Linked DNA regions of Bombyx mori: region 2 is linked to region 1. A link is a contact called in public Hi-C data. All regions are on one chromosome and are shown on one strand. Each heading gives the region's core, a stretch centred on a gene start, on an enhancer-like site or on the middle of the called end of the contact. The rest is flanking DNA. Distances are from core to core; before and after follow the strand shown.

Evidence for each region. Hi-C and Micro-C count contacts between places; a contact is called where the count stands out from the background.
Region 2: a contact with region 1 is called in a Hi-C map of middle silk gland, with 2.7 times the contacts expected there. The contact joins the promoter of LOC101742132 here to the enhancer-like site in region 1. A contact is called at or near these places in 2 of 7 Hi-C or Micro-C datasets (middle silk gland and whole pupa).

What each region holds. Positions count from the first base shown.
Region 1 is chr19:7,182,059-7,188,653 of ASM3026992v2, reverse strand. No RefSeq gene overlaps it. Among protein-coding and RNA genes, the nearest start is that of LOC134200673, 21 kb to the right of the region's middle. Within about 2 kb of position 5,198, at least 2 of the 8 cell types and tissues checked have open chromatin away from gene starts, as enhancers often do.
Region 2 is chr19:7,292,123-7,299,042 of ASM3026992v2, reverse strand. LOC101742132 reads right to left here and starts at 2,100. Exons shown (of 3, transcript XM_004933329.4): 1 at 1,060-2,100. The coding sequence starts at 1,886.

The sequences.
Region 1 (6,595 bases), core at 3,949-6,448:
AAGGAGTTCCGCTTTTGGTCAGACAATTGTGCTGGCCAAAATTGTAATCGCTTTGTATATTCATTATACATTTATACCGCAAAAAGTTCAACATATACATTACACACCGGTTTTTACAGAAAGGGCATACCCAAAATGAGGGGGACAGTATCCACTCTGTCATCAAGAGAGCTTCTCAAACCAAAACTATATATACCCCTCATTAATGGCGTTTATTAGTAAGATGGGCCAAGAGTGAAGGAGAACCCTATGTTGTTCGAAACGTAACCCAGGATGACGTATTCGACTTTAAAAGTCTTGTTAATATTAAGGTTTGGATCAAAGACATTAAGGGCAAGAAGATTAACTGGAATAACATCCCAACAAATTCGTTTTTTAAATATGATCTAACTCAATCTGATTATAATATTTTAGTAATTCGTAGTAATACGAGGAACTCGGTACAAGCTGAACTAAAAGCTGCATATTCTGGACCTATTATGATTCCTGCTGCGAAGTATAAAGATTTAATGGATATGTGCCGCTCAGAACTTATTCCCTTAGAGGAACTCCATACTTTAACTCTTTGCCACATCACATAACTGTTACTGCTTCTGAAGAATCGGATGATAATCTATCGGAATAATTTTATCTAGTGTCTGCTTCCTCTTTTTAGAGCTGAATTCTTCCTACTAATTTAGCGAAGCAATGTTAATTATAATATTTAATGTTTGTCTACATGCCATTTCATTGCTATTAAGTATGTGCACCTGTTATAAGTCTAGGTTACTATGTAAGACTGATTGATTAATTATGAAGGCTGATTATTATAGATTAGTGATTAGTAGATTAGTTCTACGATTAGTGAGTAGATAGTTTACTGGTGGTAGGACCTCTTGTGAGTCCGCACGGGTAGGTACCACCACCCCGCCTATTTCTGTCGTGAAGCAGTAATGCGTTTCGGTTTGAAGGGTGGGGCAGCCGTTGTAACTATACTGAGATCTTAGAACTTATATCTCAAGGTGGATGGCGCATTTACGTTGTAGATGTCTATGGGCTCCAGTAATCACTTAACACCAGGTGGGCTGTGAGCTCGTCCACCCATCTAAGCAATAAAAAAAACTTTGAGACTGCTGATTTTAATGTTGTTATTATAAAAAAAAATAAGTTTTATTATCTTCGTCCGCGTCTGCGTCCTGCAATGTTCTAATTGATACATGAACCTGTAAGTTTTTTTGTAATTTTTAGTGTTATGATTGCTGTTTATGATGATTCTTTATACCAGTTTTGAGATTTTTTCACTTAATAAACGATTTTAAATAATTACTATCTTTTTTATTTAGTTATATAGGAGGGCAGTGATGATATGAGGAACGTTATGTTTAAATATTTCAAGGTTGTTATTTACGTAGGACTCATTAGTAGTTAGTAATTCCAAAGAAAACCGACTCATGTTAATATAGAACGTCATTTAATTTACATGTGTCCATAAAACAACGTGTAACGTTCACTAAGGACCCTCGCTGTTTTGCCATAAAACGTCTTATGTTAATATAGAACTCACTATCTCCAGAAATAAAAGAATAACAGTTATAAACTACACAGTATTTAACAAAGCTGCGACGTAGTAACAACATACCAAAAAATTTAAACAACAAGTCGCACCGTTTAAAAGTTACACAAGTCAACAACTTCTTTAACCTCTACTGAAAACTATCAATCCTACAGATAGGACTATATTCTGCGGATGAGTCGATATTATTATTATTAAAGCTCTCATTATCAGATTACTAACGACCATTACCATTTTAATTTAAACAGTATGAGCTTCATGATTAGTCACCAGCCTTACAATTGACATTATACGAAATTAGTTGAAGTCCATTGACTGTACCTATTAACTCTGATAAAAATCACGTATTACATATAAAACTCCATTTTGAGTAAGTATACCTAATTGAAATGAGTACAACAGAAGCCTTATCGCTTCGAGCGATTTCAATTAAGCGACCTTGCATAGAAGCGGACTAGTTTGTATAACGAGGATCGATTAAAACAATTTTACGGTTAGTCCTACAGTTTTTTATCCTACCTATTCTAGTAAGCAGTCTAGAAAGACATACTGGACCAGACTAAGGTCCACCCTGGGCTGTAAGGCCTAAGATGATGATGATTCTAGTAACCTCAAGGGGTTATTCTAGATTCGCCGAACTAGTAGGTGAGCTCACGGGCCTCAAGCCTGACGACGTTGCTAACACGAGCCCTAGCAAGAGCAGTGCTTCGCAGAATCTACCACCGGATCGGAAACGCGACCCACTGAGAAGATCCGGCGAGAAACTCAGTGGGCTGTGTCTGTGGGTTAATTTACTCGCCGAGCCCTTTATCACAAGCGACGGGTTCGACAAGAACGATGACCGCAAGCCATTATCTAAATATCAATTTACAGTATCGATGTTTTTGAATACCTACAGCTTTCGTGGCCACGGAAAACTAGATAATACAATCACTTCCAATATATGAAAAAGATCGTAGCGTCGAGCGAGCTAATTGTGGAAAATTGTTAATCGATACGATATTTAAAAGACGAATGATTTTTTTGTTGTGCTACTTAAAAGCAGCTGAACAATCAGAAACTAAACTAAATAAGTGTGCATTAATATTTATGACGTGTCTACGTTTTGTCTCATTTCTGAGAAAACTCAAATTTGTTTGCTTTTTTTTTCAGAACGCGTCGCAGTCGAAAAAGAAGGAAGCTAACGAGAAACTTCGAGCACAAAAGACGGTCTCGGCATTTGATCCACGGCCCTGCCACAGAGCCGGATTGTCCAGGCCTCGCGCGGAGGTACCACGAGTGCAATACTGCGGTAGGTGCATTTCAGTAAACCTCATTAGCGCTACTGTCACGGTGAATTAAGAATGATTCATTCGGCACGCTTTTGATATTAGGCTAACAATATTTGGATACTATAAATTCGAATTCTGGAATTATGGAATATTGATAACGTGAGCGTATCAGAGCGTAGCTAGTTTTTAATTGCTCATGTTTTGCATTTTCAAATGCTAGGTGTCCCTCCCAAATTCCGTATTTAGGGATTGCATTTGTAATTCTCGCCAAAATACGAAGAAGGAGTCACTCGTGTGCGTAATAAATGAAAGGTTAAAGTATTTTTAATACGCTTTTATTAGCTTCAGACGTATGTATGTTAGTTACTATGTATGTTTGTAACGGAATCTTTGAACATGATTTTGATCCCCTTCAAAACGTCGGATTAACTCTTTTAGTTTAAAAAAACTGCCTTTTTTACAATAAAATAATCTTTTCTTACACTATTTTTAATTCAAATTTATTAAAATTTATTTTCTATTTTTTAGTTGGATTTTCTATAAAAGCATACAGTTTTTTTTTTGTTCCTTTATTATTTTTGTTATTTTTTTTCTTTTACAGCCATGCTCGGGACCACAACGAGACGTTCGAGCCGAGCAATGCGCTGTCTACGATCGCAGACCGTTCCGAGGTCGATTCTATACTTGGGTGCCATATGTCGATGGTAAGAATTGTTTTTCATTGCTTTATCGAATACGTCGCTACATCAAGGTGGGTACCAGACCAAATACACATAACAACGCAAATTGTGCCCGCCAAATTGAAACATGAGGTGGAAATCTCAAATCGTGCTGCGTAACGGCTGTTTTTCAAACCGGAATTTTGGAATACTGGTGGTAGGATCTCTTGTGAGTCGGCACGGGTAGGTACAACCACCCCGCCTATTTCTGCCGTGAAGCAGTAATGCGTTTCGGTTTGAAGAGTGGGACAGCCGTTGTAACTATACTGAGACCTTACAACTTATATCTCAAGGTGGGTAGCGCATTTACGTTTAATATGTCTATGGGCTCCAGTAACCACTTAGCCAGGTGGGCTGTGAGCTCGTCCACCTATCTAAGCAATAAAAAAAATAAAAAAATATATCGCAGAACAAAATTGTGAATATTGTACATTTTTTGTATGTAGCGGAATCTTTGGACGTCATTTCCACTGACTTAAATACCTCCGATTAACTAATAAACGACCGGTCTAACAGTCTGAACTGTATCAACAGGATAAGAAAATATGAAATCGGTTGTCACTTCGGCGTAGAATTTAGGCTATGAAATCGGTTGTCACTTCGGCGTAGAATTTAGGCGCGTTTTTGTTTTGTTTCTAATCTATTATATTATTTAATAGCGGCGCGCTCCGGCTCCGCTCGGGTCTTTAACAAAAATTTCAACGATATTTGACGTTGTTTAATTTTTTTAAACAAAAGAACACTTATTGCGGCGTAACTATAATAGTTAGACATATGCTGCCGTGACGCTTTTTGTAAATAATAATGTGTTCTACAAAGTCGTAGTACATTATTTTATTTTATCATAAATAGTTTTTGCAGGCCACGCGATGTAAAGAATGTTGTAGGTAATTTTTTTACACCTTGGGTTACATTATTGGAGTTTTATTAAGGATCCCTAATTTTCTTCAAAAAAGATTATAGCCTATGTCACTCGGGAATAGTATAGCTTCCAAACAGTGAAAGAATTTTTTAAATCCGTTCAGTAGTTTCGGAGCCTATTCAATACAAACAAACAAACAAACAAATCTTTCCTATTTATAATATTAGTATAGATGATAATTAAATATTTCTATCTAATTGAATCTAGCATGTACCTATTAATATCTGGCAATTATTTTAGGAGACGCGCCATGTACCTTGAATTGTAGACCTCGTGGCCAGCAGTTCTACGCTTCCCTCGCTCTAGTTGCTGACGGCACCCCGTGTACTAAGCCAGGCTTTAGAGCAATATGTGTACAGGGAACATGCAAGGTAAGTGATTTTTCCTATAATTTGACCTATCATACACGAAATATAAGAACATTAAAATTCCCTAATTTAATTTTATTAGACACACTAACATCAGTGACCTTTTATCAATATAGTGACACCAAATAACTTATATTTCATGCCGTTGACACCAACTACACATAAAAGAGATAGGAAAATAGTGTGCAGAGATAAATTGTTACTTAAAGTTTATCATTTGTTATCACCTACCTATAAGCGTAAGAGCTTCAGTATAAATAAATTAAATTACTTCCAAATTTAACTTAAGTTTCATAATATCACACTAGCGTCTTGTAATTTTTTAAGCTAGCGCCATCTATTGGTGACTAATAAAACGTATATTTCTCGATTTGCGCCATCTATCATCGAATAGAAAAAATACACTGGCTTAAAATTTGGACTGCATAACATTCGTTGTCTCTTATAAATTGAGGTTTTTTTTTTCAAAGTTACGTTTCGATGACCGTTATTTGCGCACCGTCTAACAAGTACAGTCAAAATCTGTTATAACGACATCGAAGGGACTGCTCATATTCAGTCGTAAAAACCGATAGTCGTAACAACCGGTGATGTTCAATGTGTATCGTGCAAGTACAAACAAATCGATAGGGAATTATTGGAAAAATATATTTATTTAATACGCGATTTTTCTTCAATATTAATTTGTTTTATTTTTCTTCGCGACATTTTGAAATTTTCACGAATAACTCCACAAAGTTTTGGTGCGTCTTGTGTATAGATAAGTAACAGAGATATGAAGAAGCGGGCTTTGACTACCGCATGCACGTGTTTTGTTTCTAAGAATTAGAAAAGACCCTACACTAAACTAAATCCTATTGTTTTCTTTCCTGATTTTAAAAGCCATTGAAGACAAATGTGGATACCTATTCAAATTGTTTACAATACAGCTTAGCCGGTCGTTCTAACAGATCTAATTCTCCGAAATATTAGTTAAATGTGGTCGTTTTATGAGGTATGTCGTTATTACCAATGTCGTAGAAAGCAATATTTTTAATAAGGCGGTCATATGGCATTCAGCCGGGACCTTTGTTCTTGGTTATTATAACCGGCATGTTGTATTAAGCGATGTCGCAGTAAACGGTTTTGACTGTAGTTTGAAAGCAACATTTGTTTGAATCACTTCATTACCCCCTTCCATATTATTAATAATACAAAAACATTAAACAAAAATAGGCCCGAAAATGGCTAACCACAATGACAAAGGAAATAACTGGTCCCAATTCGAAATATAATATTTCTATTGTTATATTGTATTGCATGTAGTATTGTAAATATTTATAGCAAGACAATAAATATCCAATAACGTTTTTGTCTCTATTTAGAGCAGCAATAGGTAAATTGATACCTATCCTATAAATAGTCGCATTTGTAATACAATAATTAAAATTCAAGTTACAATTAAAACTATTTTACAAATTGAATACCGCGATTCTTAATGTCTGTTAACTTGTCGAATACTTTCCGTCACGGACGATTAGGGGTCGTAATTTCAATATAAAATTATTTCTTGACTTTCACGCTTAATTTCACATAGATTAACTAATAGGTTTTTATTTTTTATTTTTTTAATTAACTATATCTTGAGGTCTAGAAGTGTGTTGCCAGTACAACAACTTCACACAAAAGGAGTTTTAATTAGGTCGCAAAAACCGGATAAAGTACTAAATTCAAAATCGCTCAAATCTGGAATATCCGCCCGTATTCCTCTTCAGTAAAAATTC
Region 2 (6,920 bases), core at 851-3,350, 110 kb before region 1:
AAGTGACCAACAGACCAGTACCAACTGACTTTGAAATAAACTCCACTCCATGCTGTTTTCAGAGTGCTTTTATAACATAGTGCATCAATATATATATTTTTTTGTCGATGAGTGACATTGGCCCTTATTAAAGCAATTAATTAGTTAAGTTAAGAGAACACAATCTACTGGTAGTATGTCATTGTCCCATTATACTATAGTATGCCTTGGAAAAATCTTCACTCATAAGTTCAGCTTGGTAGGCAGCGGCTTCGCTCTGCCCCTGGGATTGCTGAAGTCTATGGGCGACAGTAACCACTCCCCATAAGGTGGGCCGTATGCTTGTCTGCCTACATGGGCAATAAAAAAAAGGTCCAACTCATATGTGTAATCGTACAAAATTGAATTTTTAATCTATATACACAGGTTTGATCTTGTATGATACTTAAAATCTCCTAATTTACTATTATGCACCAAATAATAAATTTCATGTTAGATGCCAATTGTGTTATTTTTGTATATAACTATAATTCACTTGGTTAATAGAGGTTGAATTTCTTATTAAATGGTAATAATTGTTCTTTGACAAACTGAAATTGTCTCTATCGACCACAGCAAGCTCTAAATAGTGGTATTTCATACCTCAAAATACTGAGACACAAACGATTTAGATGCTACAGTTCAAAACTTAAATATAGGATGTTATTCTCTATATAAAGTACCTTCTTTGGTTTTCACGAGTGATTTGTCCCCGTGACATAATGAGTCATAACAAAATTAAAACTATTTTTACAGTTTATAGTGGGAGCCTGAATATTTTGGGATACTATTACCTTTTTATTTCTCTCATTGAACATTTAAATTAAAAGTAGAGTAGTAATTGTTCTATTATTATTGTGGCTTTAAGGTGCCAGTGTGTACTGATCCACTCTTAATTTCTGATGAGCAAAATAACTGATACATTTCTCCATTGTAAGTATCAATAGTTCAACCGTGCGATAACTATTTTTATTATTAAAAAAGCACCCATTAATGTAAATTATTATTTGTTATTGACAAAAAGTTATAAAATACACTTACTTGTCTCTGATAATATCCTGTAAAGCCTCAGATGTTTCAAGTAATTCATTTGAAAGCATCTGATCTGAAAACCAATTACTGGACCAACAAATATACCAAAAGCATATTAATGGATAATGATCGCTCCATTGTTCACTGAAGTCTAAGACATACTTTTTAAATACAATTAGTGAGGCCTCAGAACGATTCAATACTGAATCTTGTATTAACTCTCTGAATATAAGTCGGTAAAAACTTCTATATCCTTCATACTTTCTGTAACAGTGGGTCAATATTGATAAACCGCGTTCTGAGTTTCCTTTGAAGCAGTGAGCTTTGGCTAAATAATGAAGAAATTCCACATTTCTTTGATATAGATTAGGATCTACATTTGCACAATACTTCTGGAGTATTATTATCATCTCTGGTTTCCCATCTAAACTATAATGCTTGAACAACTTTTTTAGAGTTTCCTCATTCATGAACTGTCTTTTATTTTTCATTTCTCTTACAAGAGTTTCCAACTGTCTGTTTCTGTTTTTTGACATTAATTCTTTTATTAAATTATCTCGTTCTTCATCTGTCATGGGAGGATTGGTGGATTTAGAACCATTTTCAACCATATGATTTTGGATGTTTACCGTATTTTTCTCTTTGGTTCTTTGCACAATTTGTGAAGATAATGAATCAACGACATCAACACTTGTGGTAAAGAGACATACAGGTGCGTTTTTTTGAATCTTCAGTACGTTGTGAATCGCTTTTAAATAATTTAGGGGATGTTTTCGCAACGGTATCCTCATAGAATTCATTTTTATTCGTTTGTTGTAATTACGGTTAAAAATCATAGGTAAATAAAATTTAAAAAGAATTATCAGTTACACGAATAGGGTCCATCATATTTATAATGAAATTAAACATAATCATGTTGAAATGCAGAATAATTTCGTAACATTGTAACTTTTTGTTTTTTTTAATAAATTTTACTGGCTTGGAAACAAAGGTAACATCGTAGGTAACAAAATTGTCAACAACATAGGTAATATAATTTTAAAGGATTTTATGATCTGGCAACTAAGACCTTTAAGTCATGTTTTATTTTAATTTAAATGTATTCTTATTTATACGAAACATGTTAATATAGAGCGAAATGAAATGAAATAATAGGAGTTGATATGGGATGAAATATAATCTCAGTAAAATGGTGGTCATTTACTAAGTCTGTTTCAGCGGACTTTTTGGAGGATCCCGAAAAGCTACGTCCAGCGGCTTTATTTCATTTTCCAAAATTGTGCACTTTCACAGATTCTAAACAGTTAATAAACCACCGTTGTTACATATTATTATTTAAACCTGAAGAAACACTAAATAGACAAAATAATACAATTCACACAACTTCGTTCCTCGCGTTCCAAACAGGAGACTTTTTGGATTAATAGGTATATACAATTTTAAACGTCATTAAAAACGATAAAAGATAAATTTTACATACCTATTCGTTCTCTCAGTAAATGAAGGCTTGTTCCTAGTTTTTGCGTTGTGCAAATGAATAATCCTGGGGAATTCACCTCCTCATATCTATAAAATGTATTGAAAAGCTCAAAAAATTAATATGCATATTCCACAATGATCTCGGATGCATGTTAAAAATTGTATGAAGAGTTCTCTTCTGCAGAATAAAATTCGATTCCACGTTGACAGGAGCCATTGAAAATATTTAATAAAAGCAGTAGCACGTTAGAAGATAAAAATTTCCAATTGTACCTTCAAGTTCAAGAGTGAAGAGTTTAACTCCGTAACGTGTTGAAAAAACTGTAGCACACAACGCCATCTATATAACTGATTATAAACAGCTACGCTACATCTTTGTTTCTACTCAGCACCAGATGTCAATAGTACCATACAATATTGTTCTTTTGTGAAGTTAAACTATGTAACGAAATATTAATAAAACTAGCAAAAAATAGCATTCGTTGTTGAATAGAGATTGTGTATTTATGGGGTTTTCTTAAACCTATTAGTTATGTGTATAATATTGTCCTAGCGTTCTTGTAGATATATTTATACTTGACTTTAACCCTTCAATATTTAACTCCTTGTGAACGAGTAAGTATTGCAACGTTCCCGGGTTTTTTTTTTCAGGATCGTCTTGAAACTATAATAATAATTTCCGTCCGAGCTACAACTATGAAAAAGAGTAAGTCTCGTTTACCTACTAAAAAGTATTTTTAGAGCACAATAATAAAATACCTACATACTGAACTGAGAACCTTCACCTTGTATAAATTTAAAGAGTTTTAACAATTAGGATAATTTGCAAAAGTTGCTGTAAACGTTAATTTTTTTTTATTGCTTAGATGAGTGGACGATCTCACAGCCCACCTGGTGCTAAGTAGTTACTAGAGTCCGTAGACATCTATAATGTAAAATGCGCCACCACCTTGAGATGAGTTCTAAGGTCTCAGTATAGTTACAACGGCTGCCCCACCCTTAAAACCGAAACGCATTACTTAACACCGGGTGTTAAGTGGTGGGCTGTGAGATCGTCCACCAATTTAAGCAAAAAAAAAAAATTGCACTAAATGTAATTGGTAGCCTTTACTTTGAGATTGGTGTTTGTGTTACTTGCAAGGTATTGTGCGGTTGGTGCCAATAAATTAATGAGTAGTTATTTATTGCTTTATGGACAAAAGTACAGAAGCGGTCTTAATGCCTTAGGCATTCTCTACCAGTCATCCAAGGGTGGTGCAGAGAGCACCGTGACACCTGGCACCGGCACCTACATCAAATGAAAAACTATAAATTCGGTTCATCTAAAAAAAAAAAAGTTCTGATAGTAGAATTGAAAACTCCCTCTTTTTTTGAAGTTGGTTAAAAAGCGCAGCTCTACAAACAGTCTTATCGATTCTTTAATAAGAACATTAACACTTAATAAAGGTGTTTTCGGTATTATAATTTCTTAATTCGAAATTATTGTGTTAACCGCCAGCGAAACCATTGATGTAATATTAAACGCTGTCATGGCTGAACTCGCGCGGGTACCGATGCGTCGGTTCGTACGTATTGCCGCCCCCTGCCGTGATCTTGGCATTAACGACTAATAGCTGCATGTTAATCGACAGGCGATCATTGTCGGCGAGCACTCTATAAGAAATTGAGAAAAAAAAATATAAATACATACACACACATACATCCACACATAATGATACGTGTGAAGATAAAATTCGTCATCCGTTCCACGTATTGAATATCGGATGTGAGACTATGTTATGTCACGCTCAAAAGTCATTTGGTTGTTTTTTTTTTGTTTTTTTTTTTTTTAATAGAAACTATATCACGGAAATGAAACTTATATATTTAATTGGGTTTATTGTTACAGTGATATACCATCGCGTCGTTCCATGCTATACGATTTAGTAAATCGAAAAAGGTTGATTTAAATGATAATTTGAATGATAATCATAAACGGATTGAATTAAAATAACAACTCTCTATTGTAATGCGAATGTCGAGTAGTTTCGTTAATTTGATTATGAAAATTTACTAAATTAATTAATTTTCTTATTGTTTGTAAGAGTAATTCTCAAAAGTTTGGTTAAAATTAGAATAACCAGTTTTCACTTTTCTTCTCAAATTTAATTATCTCTGAAATACGCAAAGTAAATGATAGCGTTACATTTGCACTGATAAAAAGCGTTTGTTTGTATCACAGCCTGCAAAACAATCAACTATTTCAATGAAAAACCAAAAATTAATGTCAAATATACTTACTTAAACGTAATTTTTCACTTTTTATGAATTTATATTGTTTGCTTCATGTAGAGATTAATCGGTTCTTTTGTTAAGCATTAAACGTAAAAAAATGCGCTTTTAAGCTAAGTAAGTTCCCAAAAATAGCTTAGGCGTTCAGTTTTCGTACTCAATAAAAATCTAACATTATTAAATGAGGATAATTTTGTGGAATATTATGCTTATTCATCTTCGTCAACTGTTCCTCTACAAAAGTCAATAAGGATGCACTTTCAACACCCACCAAAACGCCTTCGCACTAACTCAGAGCCAATTAATGTGACAATTAGTCATATTAAAATGGGATTAACACTTTCTATGCGTTACCAAGATCTGCTTCGTCGCCTCCAAAGAATCTCTAAAACCATTTTATGTGGATACCTTGTTATTTAGCTTCTGTATGAATTAAAGGTTTTTTAAAGTGGTCCTTGGGCGTTATTACAATTACTTAACTGCCCGCAGGCTCACCGTAAGCACACCGTTTAATCGAATGAGTTATGCTTCGTTTCTTCCTTTACGAATGCAGCTATCGTTGTTAACAAGAAATTCTTGGTTTGTGCTTAATGAAATTGTTTGATACCCTCACCCTTCTGCTGTAATTGGTTATGATGTTAATAAATTGTCCATTTCGAATTGTGGCTTGGCCTCCCCTGACATTTAATTAAAAGCAGACGTCTAACTTATGGTAGATGATGAGTATGGCGCCGGCTAATAAGTATCATTTTTGAGTCCTAATGTGCTGTCATAGCGCACATCAGCTGTTTGTATATATTTAAAAATAGTCAGTTAAAATGTTCGTTCTTTGTCCTAACGTTTATACTTAGGTTCTTCCGGTTAATTACTCACAAAAACGAAAATAAAATACCGTTTTTTGGTATAAAGTTTGTTTTTGTGATAGTTATAGTAATAGTACTCATTTCTCAATTATTTTTATAAATTTTAATTAATTTTCATACTTTCAAAAAAACCGCGCTATGAGAGTGGGGTGCTTACGTTTACACAGTGCCACTAGATGGCACTCGAGTCATAAACAACGATTAGGTGTTTTGTACAAGCCCAGAAAAACTTAAAATGTCACGAAAGTATAAACACGATGCTGATGCATTTTGTTTCCTATGACGTGGTCAATTTATTAAAGTTCAAAAGCAAACATGTATTTTTTTTCATCTAATTACGATCTAAAATATCGAAAGTTTATGCTTTGCAATCAAAGTCAAATTTGGTGTTGACCCGTGTAATTAATTATAATACCTATAACACCCATACCTATAGCAACCATTATAGGTACCACCACCCTGCTTATTTCTGCCGTGAAGCAGTAATGCGTTTCGGTTTGAAGGGTGGGGCAGCCGTTATAACTATACTCGAGACCTTAGAACTTATATCTCGAGGTGGGTGGCGCATTTACGTCGTAGATGTCTGTGGGCTCCAGTAACCACTTAACATCAGGTGGGCTGCGAGCTTGTCCACCCATCTAAGCAATGAAAAAAAAAAAGGTTGGGCTTCAGATTGTCAAAATTTGAATTAGAAGCTGATAGATGACCAAGGCCATTACTGATTAAATAAAAATAAAATTTTCCACAGTCAGTAATAATAATTAATTGGGGCTCGTTCACCAAGCAAGGGAGCCGCGTATCAAAACCCATCGAGTGCGAATTATTAGACCGTGTGTGCTGACAATGAGGTGACATCAGAACAGACTATTCAATCGTTGGGCGGGTACGTATTGTGCTGACCAGAGACGGGATATTGATGACAATATATCCGTGATCATTTAATTAAAGATTGATTTATTTGTCAGCGTACGTCGGAAACGCACCGCTGTTAATTATTTCAAACTCGTTAATTTAATTTCAAAGTCGTCGTGACCTAAAGGATAAGACGTCCGGTACATTCGTGTTGAGCGATGTACCGGTGTTCGAATCTCAGGCGGGTACCAATTTTTCTAATGAAATATATACTCAACAAATGTTCACGATTGACTTCCATGGTGAAGGAATAACGTCGTGTAATAAAAATCAAACCCGCAAAATTATAATTTGCGTAATTACTGGTGGTAGGACCTCTTGAGAGTCCGCGCGGGTAGGTACCAT